Linked DNA regions of Mus musculus: regions 1 and 3 are each linked to region 2. A link is a contact called in public Hi-C data. All regions are on one chromosome and are shown on one strand. Each heading gives the region's core, a stretch centred on a gene start, on an enhancer-like site or on the middle of the called end of the contact. The rest is flanking DNA. Distances are from core to core; before and after follow the strand shown.

What was found. Hi-C and Micro-C count contacts between places; a contact is called where the count stands out from the background.
Region 1: a contact with region 2 is called in a Hi-C map of the G1E-ER4 cell line, with 2.4 times the contacts expected there. The contact joins two enhancer-like sites. A contact is called at or near these places in 2 of 15 datasets of contacts at CTCF or cohesin (embryonic stem cells and pro-B cells), 8 of 484 Hi-C or Micro-C datasets (the G1E-ER4 cell line, differentiating embryonic stem cells, embryonic stem cells and 1 more), 4 of 115 datasets of contacts at active chromatin or transcription factors (embryonic stem cells, forebrain and stem cell-derived neural progenitor cells) and 1 of 9 other capture datasets (embryonic stem cells).
Region 3: a contact with region 2 is called in a Hi-C map of Sertoli cells, with 2.1 times the contacts expected there. The contact joins two enhancer-like sites. A contact is called at or near these places in 1 of 484 Hi-C or Micro-C datasets (Sertoli cells) and 1 of 9 other capture datasets (pancreatic islet).

The regions. Positions count from the first base shown.
Region 1 is chr3:84,354,176-84,358,525 of GRCm38.p6, forward strand. All of the region lies in intron 3 of 4930565D16Rik (RIKEN cDNA 4930565D16 gene), which reads right to left. Among named protein-coding and RNA genes, the nearest start is that of 4930565D16Rik, 24 kb to the right of the region's middle. Within about 2 kb of position 2,371, at least 45 of the 459 cell types and tissues checked have an H3K27ac peak or open chromatin away from gene starts, as enhancers often do.
Region 2 is chr3:84,644,744-84,649,305 of GRCm38.p6, forward strand. No RefSeq gene overlaps it. Among named protein-coding and RNA genes, the nearest start is that of Tmem154, 19 kb to the right of the region's middle. Within about 2 kb of position 3,043, at least 82 of the 459 cell types and tissues checked have an H3K27ac peak or open chromatin away from gene starts, as enhancers often do. A contact at or near this core is called in Sertoli cells, where this site is marked.
Region 3 is chr3:84,264,294-84,268,289 of GRCm38.p6, forward strand. It overlaps a transcript of Trim2 not described here. Among named protein-coding and RNA genes, the nearest start is that of Trim2, 6.5 kb to the left of the region's middle. Within about 2 kb of position 1,873, at least 7 of the 459 cell types and tissues checked have an H3K27ac peak or open chromatin away from gene starts, as enhancers often do. A contact at or near this core is called in Sertoli cells, where this site is marked.

The DNA of each region.
Region 1 (4,350 bases), core at 1,121-3,620, 290 kb before region 2:
TACAGGCCCAAGGCGACAGGACTGTGCAACTGTGGATGGAACCTGGGAAGCTAAGACAAATACACCAATCTCCTTACAAGCTGGATATCGGGAGTGCTGGTGTTGGTTGGTGTCTTAGTCAGGGTTTCTAGTCCTGCACAATCATCATGATCAAGAAGCAAGTTGGGGAGGAAAGGGTTTATTCAGCTCACACTTTTCACATTGCTGTTCATCACCAAAGGAAGTCAGGACTGGAACTCAGGCAGGTCAGGAAGCAGGAGCTGATGCAGAGGCCATGGAGGGATGTTCCTTACTGGCTTGCTTCCCCTGGCTTGCTCAGCCTGCTGTATTATAGAACCAAGACTACCAACCCAGAGATGGTCCCATCCACAAGGGGACCTCCCCCCTTGATCACTAATTGAGAAAATGCCTTACAGCTGGATCTCATGGAGGCATTTCCCCAACTGAAGCTCCTTTCTCTGTGATAACTCCAGCCTGTGTCAAATTGACACAAAACTAGCCAGTACAGCTGGGATTTTTGTTTGTTTGCCGTTTTTGTTTTGTTTTGTTTTGTTCTTGTCGCCATCACAGAAAGCTGATGTGATTGATGTAGGTAAGCAGTGGGGAAACTATGAACCAGAGATGGAGCTGGGATACGCAGGCTTGCTCAAAGTGCAGCATATGGGCCACTTATCAACAACTGATAGTTTGGGAAGAAGTGCAAGTAAGTATCTGAGAAAGATGGTAACACACACTGTGCAATGAACCAGCTATAGGTATTTAGAGCCTTGTGGCAGAGAATTTCAGTGTTTAGAGCTTTCTGATCAATACAAGAAAAGCCCATGCAGCTGACTGGGTCAAGAGAGACCCTTCAGACATTGTGGTGTGTGTGTGTGTGTCTGTGTGTGTGTGTGTCTGTGTGTGTGTGTCTGTGTGTGTCTGTCTCTGTGTGTGTCTGTCTGTGTGTGTGTGTGTGTGTGTGTGTGTGTGTACTTGCTGAAGACTGAACTGGGAGCTGTGGTGTACTAAGTTTGTGTTCTTTCACTGAATTACATCCTAGAGCCCATCACTGAGCATCCACGATGATCCAGGTGCCTTATACATCTACCTGAATCTTTCCCAAAACCCAAGAAGCAGAGTCACCTTCGCTCCAGTTCCCAGGAATGAAAATCTTTTGTCGGAATAGGATAGAGAAGCAGGATGTGGAACTGAGGCCTGTGTGAAGTCAGGGGGCAGCTCTCTCTTCTCCAGGATGCCATCTCTTCTCCCGGATGGTGTAACCACCTGGAGCCACACAATGAACTGTGGAATGGCTACAGACACAGAAAGAAAAGGAAAGTCGTGGGGGGAATGCATAGGGGTACTGACCAGAGCATGAGGGTGAGGAGGTTTCCGGGGTGAAAGATTTCACTGAGTAAGATCTTGTTGGCACTATGATAGCTTTTTAGATGGAGCAAGGAAAAGATCACAATGTTGTCCCCTCGCGGTGATGTGACAATCCAGGGTGAAATGTTATAGACATGCACAAATATGTATAATTAAGGAAAGAACTCAACACATGCTACAAAGCACAGGTTCGAGGAGACAATCTAAGTTGTAGGATCCAGGCATTGCAGCAGAGGAAATGCTGGCTCTGGCCTTGAAGACATGGATACAGCTTTGGGGATAAAGAGGAGAGCTGGGCAGTGGTGGTGCACACCTTTAATTCCAGCACTTGGGAGACAGAGGCAGGCAGATTTCTGAGTTCGAGGCCAGCCTGGTGAGTGAGCTCCAGAACAGCCAGGGCTATACAGAGAAACCGAGAGAGAGAGAGAGAGAGAGAGAGAGAGAGAAGAGGAGAGTGAGCTACACACGCTGATGTTTCCTCTGAATCATTCTTGGCTGTTGGGGGGCCTGGCCTGGATATTCTAGAAGATGTAGCCACAGCCCTGGCTCCTCCCACACAGGGGGTGGAGCTCCCTACTGCGCTTGCCAGAGCGATTGCTAAATGTCCCCTGGAGGGCAGCCTTCACGGAGAAACACTGGCTTGATCTGAGAGGACTGTGTGAGAATCTGAGTGTTTGGGAATAAAGAGGTGCCTGTGTTTGCTCGGTTGAAAATGTGTTTCTTGGAACAGTGGTATCTTGTGAGATAATGGTGGCCCCTTAAATGGGATTTCATGTTCAAACAGTGTTGAGAAATAGCATATAATTTTCCTCTCAATTGAAGGCTCACAGTATCTATATGTGGCAGCATAGTCAAGGCTTTGAGAGGTTGTGCAAGAAAACAGTTCGCCTTTGGTTAAACGCAATCACCACAGAACGTTTTTTAATTAAGGGACAGTATTCCCTTCCTGAAGGTCACTATTGTGTTGCAGGACACAGCTTGGAAAATGGCAGTGTGTGTAACTGAGACACGGGGTATGCAAATGAGTTAGAGCCAGAGAGTACAGATTCTCCAGCCAGATTCAACGTACTTCAATTCAGTTAAGAGCTCTGAATTTCACAGTCAACAATCTCAAAGTAATCAGCGGGTAGTTTTACTAAAACTGGTTTTGTTCTTTATTGCTATATACTAAGCAACATTAGCCTAGTGTCAGTGAGGCGAATGAATGAAAAGATGTTGAAATAGAAACCAAGGGCCAAGAGGATGGGGAAGTGGGTGAGAGTGCCTACCAGCAAGGCTCGAGCTTAGTCCCAGGATGTACGTGGTAAAGGAGAGAACTGACTCCTAGAAGTAGTCTTCTGGTCTCCACACATACTCTATGACATGGATGTGCGTGCATGCGTGTACACACACACACACACACACACACACACGAACCAAGGCATCTCAAGGCAAAAGCAGTAACGTAACGGTGGTGATGGGAGGGAGTTTGGCAAGATGGTGCCATGTTTAAAAGCGTTAGATACTCTTGCATAGGACCCAAGTTCAGTTCCCATCACCCATAGACTCTTATAACTCCAGTTTTGGGGGATCTGGTATCCTCTTATAGCTTCTGTAGATATGCACATACATGTATGCCTGAGCATTCACACACACACACACACACACACACACACACACACACACACATACATACATGCGCATGGATAAATTGAAAAGTATAAATACATCTTTTTTTTTTTTAAGAGTGAGTCATGAGAGGAAGGATCATAGAAAACACGCGCTGGAGACTGACAAAACACGGTATGTGGTTTTATGGGAAAGGGGATGGGGAAAGGAGACGATGAGGGTTCCATGACTTCAGGCTGGAGTTACAGGGAGCTTCATAGGGAGGTAACAGGCAAGGGATGATCAGGGAAGAAGATTTGGGGTGAACTTGTCTGAGGCAGGCTATCTGGAGGCAATGGTCGGACATGCAAGGGAGCAGCAAGACGTCTGCATCAGGAATGGGAACAGAAGTGGAGATTCACCTGGGGTGTGGTTTTCCTTCGGGCGACTGCGTGAGCAGAAATGTGGCAGCCAAAGAGGGTTGGAGAAGGGAACAAAGGAAGGGAACTGCAGAAAATGGCTACCCCAAGAGAGCGGAAGAAGGGAGATCACATAGCGAGGAACCTGGACCTTGATGAACAGGGTGAAGGATGAAAGAAAAGTAATGTGCTCAAATTAGAGAGAACATTAAGAAGCGTTGGCTGCAAAGAGTTGTCTTGCTTATTATTGTCAACCTGACACCACTGGTGATGAAGGCATTGCCCAGATCACACTGGCCTGTGGCCATGTCTGTGAGAGAGTGTCTTGAATAAATCAAGGAAACAAAGAATTGATTCCTTGAAAAGATGGACAAGATCACCAACCACCTTATGTAAGCCAGCAGAAAGAAGAGAGATGAGAACAGCTACTCTTCAACAGATACAGATAAAACCCAGAGCATCATCGAGCAACACTTCAAAACCCTGGAGAAATCGCTAGCCACCTGTGGTCTACCAATACGAAACCAGCAGGATGCTAACAGCTCAAACAGGTCTATTCTGAGTGATGCTATTAGAGCAGTTATAGTCTCCCAACAGAGAGAAACCAGGAGCAGATAGAATCATAGCTAAAATCCAGACTTTCAATGAATTAACACGAATGCTCCTCAGACTACAGTAAGGGAAGGGATACTATTATCCTCACACTAAACTCATAAATACTAAACTCATTCTCAGAAGCCAACCTGATCCTGACACCAAAACCAGAGGACGCAACAGAAAAGAGAGCTCTATAGATCAAGATTTCTAATGGACATAGATGCAAATACTCTTAATTTAATACTTCCAAACCTAATCAAGATTTTAAGAAATTGTAATTATTGTTATTTTATGTAAATAGATTGGGGAAAAACATGTGTGACTGTACCCATGGAGGGCAGAAGATTCCCTGGAACTGAAATTACAGGATACCATGAGCTGC
Region 2 (4,562 bases), core at 1,793-4,292:
ACCCATGGAAGGAGTTAGAGTTTAGATTCTTGTCGAGAGCTTCCATCGTCTTGCATTCCCTTCCTCTGTGGAGATGTGTGAAACAGATGGGGTGAGTCTTCAGACTTCAACTGTGCTTAGGAAACACTGAGAGCTGGCATATGTGGTGTTGACCAGAGACTCCTGACAGGCTGGTTCCTCCTGGGCCCCTGCCCTGTTCTCGTTTCTATGGTTTGGGTCAATGCAGACCTTCTGAGGAAGGCTAGAAGACAAAGTAGAGTCACGTGAAAACAGTTCTTGTGCTCGAGACAGGAGGCATGGCGTGCCACCTATGTCACCCGGGAAAGAAACCCATGTGTCCAGACCAGAGACAGAGGCATGAGAAGCGTCAGTCTGGGGTCTGTATTGTGGCTTCCTTGGCAAGGCATAGCAGATGAACTACTGGGGTGCTCTCTGGTGAGGGTGCTTTGGGGGTGCTATGAGCTATGGCAACAGTTTTGCTTCATCTGTTACCAGATAAGTTTGCTTTAAAGAGGAAGCAAGTCTGGAGAGGTCAGCACAGCAACAGGATCAAGACAGCACACCAAAGAAGTTCCTTTTCACCTCCCAGGGCAGCAATGAAGAGACTGGTGCTCCATCAAGAGGCGCCCAGGCACAGTGGATGAGGGAGGAGCCCTTGAACCCGCAGGGCAGGCTCTGGCAACTGTTTTTTCTTTTTCTTTCCACACCACAAGACTGTCTGGCTGAGACAGATTGGGGTTCACAGAGTCCAGAACATCATTTTGTTTTTGTGGCTCTCCCTGAGGGCCAGTTAGAGAACAATAAGCCGCTAACCAGGATCGGGCCAGCCACAGCGGGCTCCAGGAGGAGTGACTTTCTTGTGTTTTAGGGTGGGACCTGCCTACGCTGGAAATGGCTTTCACTTCCCTGGTCCTGTTCTAGAGACTTCTGGAATGCTATTTGCAGGCTTGGAGATACTCAGGTTTCAAATATTTCTTTTTTTCCCCCCACTCTCTGATTCTTTTGAAGTTCCCTTCCCTCATCCTTCCCATTCACCAAGAAAGGTGTCCCTTCTCTTTCCCGCCTCAACAGCATTAAAGGTCACATGTTAGTGAGAATACAGTTTTTAAAAAAAAGCCACTCCCTAGAACTAGGTGCATGCACTGACAAAGAACCCTGGGTGTGGCTGAGCAGGTTCACCCGGACAGGGCACTCTTGGGGTTGATCTTTCGCTAGGGAAAGTATCCTCCACTAGATAGTTCTGGACTTGAATCTTGATCCCAAAAGGACCCTGGCTTGACAGTGCAGAGCATTCTTTCTGCAAGTGGCCAGCCTGGGGCCTCTACTGTACCAGCGTTTCGTACTGACTCACCCAGGCAGCGCTTTGCTAGACAATTTACTGTTTTTCTGTAGCCTTCAAACTCCAGCTATTAATTTTTGAGTGTGTTTAGGTGCAGCTGCAACACAGAAGTTTTGCTCATTGATTTCTTGAAGCATTTATTATGCTATGTAGGCTGTTGTTATGAATCATTTAGATTTATGAGCCAGTGCCTGCTACCCTGCAGAGCCCAAGGATCCTGAAGAAATCGTTTATACACACCCAATTCTTATACGTCCTTGAATGGGGTTCTCACCAAGCATACAAAACAGGAACCCCACGGGAGGTAGCTGGCTTTATTTCTCCTTGGCCTGGACATGGCTGAAGGCTGCCTTACCTTCCTGCTCCAGGGAACTCTTAGAGAAGAACAGAGGACTAAACATTGAGTGGAGAAGGTAGACTCCAGGAATGTGTGTAAAGTGAACGGTGTGAGGCAGTGGCTTTCTGTGCCAACAGTTCTGGTAACTTACCTGAAATGAGAGTTCTCAGACCCCACCCAAGACCTGCTGAGTCAGGACTCTGGGGTGGATCCAGTGATCTGTGTCGAAACCAGACTTTATGCGTGCCAAAGGATGAGTGTGGCCAGCGTGGCAAAGGGCCTGAAACCAAGAGTCACTCGCCCTGGAAACTTCTCCAAGTCTACAGTTTACAGTGAGACAATGGGGAAGCCGCTCTCCTTCTCAAATGGGAAAATAGTGCCTTGATATGGCTTCAAATAATTTTTCACAGACCAAATACTGTTGTCAAGGTGAAAGGCATTCAGATAAGACATCATGTGAATGTAAAATATACTTATTATTTTTTGCATAATAAGAGCTCCAACAAAATTCAGATACATTGGAAATCAGTGTCTAAAATAGTTTAACTATGACATTACATATATATATATATATCTTGTGTGAGTGTGTGTGTGTGTGTGTTTGCTGGGGGTTGAGTTTAGAGCCTGATGCATATGGATATTGCTGTACCAGTAACATAAAAATTAAGCTCCCAAAATATAATTTTAAAGGTGGATATTCTAATTTGCTTTAACAATGGGTGTGTGTGCATGTGTGTGTGTGTGTGTGTACGTGAGAGAGACAGACAGACAGACAGACAGAGAGAGAGACAGAAAGCCAGTAGGAGTTAATTTTCTCTTCCCTCATGTCATGAGGTTCAGTGACAAGTGCCTTTACTTAATGAGCCATTTTGCCAACCCTTTAATAATGCAATTCACAAAGTCAAATGGGAAATACATAAAGCATCCCTGTTAGAGAAAAGTGGTTCTGGTTTTTATTGTGCATTAAAAGAAGCATCTTTAACCAGCTGCTCTTCTGGCTTCAGGGCATTTCTGTTTATCCTAACTCCTGTCAAGTGGACTCAAGGATGAGTGCGCTGGGAGTTTATAGAGAGTGAAAGGACTTACACAGACACAGGTGGGTGACGTTTATTTGTTTTCCTGTTTCATCCTCAGTGAAAATGGAGCCTGGCCGATCAGCAGCGAGCACAACCTCCACAGGACAGGAGTGTGTGGCTGTCTCTCAGCTTTTCAGGCTGGGCTTGTTTCCTTTCACTTCCTTTCAAAGGCTCCATTGTCCTCTTCTTCAGTCATCTTTGTTTCTCTTCTCTGAACTCTTTCCAGATCCTTCAGGCACAGCCTCTGTTGATACTCAGGCTTCTCACTTAGCGAACTCGAGGCTGTATAAGAACCCCAGTGTCCATCAGAGACCAGGGAGGATTCTGGGAGGATGATCTCATAGCCCAGCTCCCTTCCCCACTGAACTTCCCCAGCAAAGCTCTGTCCTCGTACCAAGGTCAAGGCTGTGGCTGTCTCTCAGTCCAGGAATTCCATCCAGACCACTGGTTCAGAACCACGGCTGTACATTGGAATCACCTCATAATGCCAGTTCTCCAACTCCCAGGATTCCCACTTGTTGGCAGGTTCTGTGGCTCTAAAGTGAAGCCAGCATAAGAATCACAGATTTTGCTGGGCGTGGTGGCACACGCCTTTAATCCTAGCACTTGGAAGGCAGAGGCAGGTGGATTTCTGAGTCCGAGGCCAGCCTGGTCTACAGAGTGAGTTCCAGGACAGCCAGAGCTACACAGAGAAACCCTGTCTCAAAAAAAAAAAAAAAAAAAAAAAAAAAAAAAAAAAAAAAAGGAACCACAGATTTTAGCGTTGATGGAGCAGCTGAGAAGCTGGGAAGGACTAGGAGCCTCTGTTGACAGCAAACCTAGTTTTTCTGACTTAGTAGTAGCCACCCTGGAACCTTGTCCTCCTCATTATGCCTAATAACTTCAAGTTTTAAGATTCTCAATGGTTTTAAATATTCATTTTTCCCCTTCAGATTCTCAAAGGTCCAGTTACAGTAGAGTGTCTGGGAGAAATTATTAAGGCAGATCTCTGGCCCCACCCTCAGATTTCTGGTTCAGCTGTCGCAGTGTGGGTTCCCAGATGTGTGTTTCTAGTCACTCCCCAGGCTGCAATTGCTGTTGCTGCTCCACAAACCATTCTTTCAGAACTGCCTGTCTTAGCTCTTTCGGTCCCCTTGATTCTGAACCGTAAGTATGTGCCATTGGAGCAGTAAAAATTAGAGCAGGCCACACACCCAACCAGACAGGCAGGGCTTTCTATTGGGACCTTCTCGAGACCCCTTTGACTCAGGCCAAATGGAAGTAACACTGAAAAAAGGTGACCAGTGCTTGTTTAAACAATGTGCTTTCTTACACACGAACACACTGGCGCTCTCTCTCTCTCTCTCTCTCTCTCTCTCTCTCTCTCTCTCTCTGTGTGTGTGTGTGTGTGTGTGTGTGTGTGTTTGGGGGTGTATTTAACAGGTTGTCAAGTTCAGTCAACCACTGCTGTGTTACAGCTGGTACCATCTTTTTATGTAACTGTCCTGGCCGCATGGTTTGATCTGGGTCTTAGAGTAAGACTGGCAGACTATAGGTGCTCAGTTGTTGAAAAAGCACATGGGCAGGGTAGAGAAAACACATGCTTGCTCCAGTGGTCAGTAGGCCAGGTCTGGGGCTATCGTCATCATCATCACCACCGTGTTTCATGCAGACCTGAGCAGAATCTTACTGAAAGACTGGGACAGTCAAAGGGAGAGACAAACTATGAAGACAGAGACGCCAAGACTCTTAGCCAACTGCCAGCTATGGTGAAGAATCAGAGTTTTCTACAAACAAGGTCTTCAAGTTTCTGCAAAGGTTGAGCTTGCCA
Region 3 (3,996 bases), core at 623-3,122, 380 kb before region 2:
GCTTACCCTGTGCTACTGACTTCAGGTCCTCTAACTATCACTTGCTCTTCCTTCCTCAAGGACCCTGCCCTCAAAAAACACACCCAGAAATTTGGGGTGGCGCTAGATCTGTGTACAGCTCTGAGTCCATAGTTGGTGTGGCCAACTATAAGTAGAAAAGGAGGCTCCCACCAGGGACCAGTATTCTCAGAACGCCCATGTGGAAGGCAGGGATGCCTGCCCCTGCCCCACTCTCAGCTTTCTCCCAGCCTCAGTGACAGCTCAGACAATGGCAACCTTGGTTTATTGCAAGTGCTGAGTGTGGGAAGACAGCTGCTTTTTAATGTCTTGTCACTATCTGTCCTCATCACATAGCCGACAGGGCTTCTGAGACTTCTGGGGTCACTGCTGCCTTATAGGGGTCTTTCCATTTTCTGTTGGTAATGTACCAGGAGTAATTAATATTTATGTTATGTCCCCAGTGTGCCCAGAACACAGAAAGGATCCAGAGATACAACAGCTAGCTAAGCCGAGGGTGGATTGAAAGAACTTTCATTCCTAAGAAAATGCCAATGGCTGCTATTTCTTGTTCAAAAGACAGACACCAGAAAGGAGCTGTGTGCAGGGCCAAGCCTGTGCTCTAAGACTCAGCAAGATCCATAAAGCTCACAGCCCTTGCTCTGTTCCCTTGGCTCCAGAGGAAGAACCCGAGGGTCAGAGATACATAAGAAGGACTGGGCAGGACTGGGCACTCGGGAAATTCAGTTTCCAGCTGTCTGCAAAGCACCTGGTGACCACCGCGGGAGAAGACAGTGAGGACTTCACTGGACTTCAGGAGCAGGCAGAGCCACACATACATTTTACATGAAGCCCCTGTTCAGGAATCACCACGACCAGTTTTAAACCTCCCTTGATTTCAGTAACCTGTGGTTAACTGTGATCTAAAGACTTAAAATGGAAAGTTCTAGAAGCTGCCTGTAGGTGGAAATATCTATCATACTGCTTGCTCCTGTAAGTGCTCCTTGGAATTCACTGTTGTACATTGCTCAATGTGCCTCATTAAGAAAGAAAAATTATGGTTGAAATGGTATGCAGGAAAGTCACTGTATGCTCCCTCCACCTACAGGATCAGTGCTGCCTGCTGCCTGCAGCATTAACTCTGTACTCCACATGCACATTGATGCTCTCCCTTACTTACAGCATCAATGTTGTCCCCACCTGCAGCATCAATGCTGTCCTCCACCTGCAGCATCAATGCTGTCCTCCACCTGCAGCATCAATGCTGTCCCCACCTGCTGTATCAATGCTGTCCTCCACCTGCAGCATCAATGCTGTCCTCCACCTGCAGCATCAATGCTGTCCTCCGCCTGCAGCATCAATGCTGTCCTCCACCTGCAGCATCAATGCTGTCCTCCGCCTGCAACATCAGCTGTCCTCCACCTGCAGCATCAGCTGTCCTCCACCTATAGCATCAATGCTGTCCTCCATCTGCAGCATTTAGCTCTGTACCCACATGTTCATTAATGCTCTCCTTTATCTACAGCATCAATGCTGTCTGCCACCTACAGCATCAGTGTGTGTGTGTGACTGAGATGTGGGGGGGAAACTAGGCAAGTTAAACTAGTTTGGGAAGCACAAAAGGGGCCTTTATGACACAAGGTTCTGAGCTAATTAACAGCTTCAAAGTTTATTTTAGTTGTAGGTTTGGGGAGTGGGTGAATGTGACTTAATGGAACAGGGTGACCTAGCATGCAGGACATCCTGTGTGACACCCCAGCACAATACAACTAAACAAAACAGAAAACTCTATTTCACTCTTCTGGGAAGAGGAGAGAGTTAAGAGAGACTTCCCGTAAGAATCTGTCCTTGGAGATTCCTTGGCAGGGTATTGTTATATCAAGGGTCACACACTGGCAACTGCCCCCGTGGGAGTAACAAGATTACAGACAGGCTTTGTGGGGCCATGGACTCCAAGGTCTTCCACATACCTGCAGAGAATAACTATCATTCTTGGAGATGACTTCTGTGCTGTTATCAAGAGGCGTGTGTGTGTGTGTGTGTGTGTGTGTGTGTGTGTGAGTGTGTGTGATGTCAGGTATGGCTTCTCCATTCCCTGTGGTTTCTAGAGTCAAGAGTACAAGGACCAGCTGTGGGGTGTGTTGTTCCTTCATCTCAGCTTGTCAAGCACAGTGCTGGGAATTGCAGTGGAGAGTGGGGGAAACCCTTGTGGCAGTTAGATCCACTTAGATCCAGTTAGATCCTTGAAAGGCTGGGAGGGCAGAGGTAAGAAAGATGTGCTCCCAGAGTGTGACTTGAGGTGAAAGGCTGTCTAGGGGCTCCTCAGGGAAGGTGTCTGGTTTGCTTTCTGTCTTTTTTGTTAAGTCACTTTAATGTCCCTGGATGACAAAACAGGGTGTTTACTGAGTGTGGGTGAAGGTGTATGTATACTAGTTTGAAGGTTAAACTCCAACCGGGACTATGAATAGTTCCAAATTGTGACTCCTCCCATTGCTCCGCTAAGAAGGTCCCAGGAGCACAAAGGTCATCAGGCCGTGTGTTCTTTTGATAAAAGGGACTGTCCACCATTTTTCTTGATCCCACTTTATTAGACCCTTGGCTTTAGGGTCTAATTTTCTTAGGGTTTTCTACAGAAAGGGCCTGGTGAAGAAATGACTGCTCTTGTGGATCTTAGGAGGAGGTTGAGGCTGGGTTTTCTAAAGGACTGCTTTTCTGTGGTATGGGTGTGGCCTTCACTTTTCATCCTCTGTCCTCCAGTGGCTCCTAACTTCTACCCTGACCCTGTAGGATCAGCTTCTACACTCAGAAATGATTTCAACCTGTTCTTTGTGGGAAATTTCCAAAACAAATTGTAGAAAGGTTCATCACAATGGAAGAAGGTCCAGGAAGGACCCCAGGACATGCATTCTGAAGGCATTTATCTGTTTCCTATCTTTCCCATCCACAAATAGCCCCAGGAGAGGCACGCCGTGATGATGAGGAACATGAGGGATCCGGAGGGAGTAAGGAACTTCCCAGGACACCTCACCATCAGTAAAAACTGGACACCTGAGATTAAGTCCAACTCTGTCTGAGGTATAGACTAGATCCACCAGGTCTACACATGGACCTAGAATTAGAACGACTGGAAAGACATTGCCTCATGGACAGACCAGATGACAATGGCTCAAGGGACACATTTCATGCGGAGTTACCCACCTGCCAGCCAGCATGGTGTATGGACTAGATCACGACCTTGTACAGTTGACTGACTCGTTCCTCTTTCAAGAATTTTCAAGTAAGCCTGGGATGCACTCTGTTGTAGTTAAGGCCAGTTCTGCCTCCCAGCCCCACGCTCCCAGAAATAAGACTCAGACTCAAAATATATTTACAAATACCCGGGCCATACAGCTAGGCTCTACTCTGACTAGATCATAATGAAAGATACCCATTACTTTTAACCTACATTTTTGCCAGGAGTGTGGTTACCTGTGCTCAGTACCAACCATCCACATGCCCTTCTCACCTCTTTTTTGGCTCCTACTCCCGCCCCCTTCTCTCCCAGAATTCTTTCTCCTCCTGATGCCCGACCTCTATTTCTTAACTAAGTCACAGGCCATCGGCTTTGTAATTGACAGGTGAGGCATCTATAAATACACAAGATGATCTCTCAATAGCACTCAGTGAACTTAGCCTGTGGTTAGGACTATCACTGAATGCTGGTAGCTGGGCAAGAAGTTTATCACAGGGTTTCTGTGTGCTGAGCAGTACACAACAGACTTTTTACTTGTGGACACACTTAAACCTCACAGTGGTCCAGTCAGAAACTTTAGAAAAGTAGAAGATTTGCCCAATATTACACAAATAAAATAGAAGAGTTGACCAGGATGAGTCTACACCAAAGCTCTTGCTCTTAGCCTCATACCCTGGAGCTTCTGCCTCATCCTTCTGGGGTCACCCCAACAATTTGGCAGGGCTGCGCCCCAAGGACATACCCTTAGCTGTCCCTTCTTAGGACTA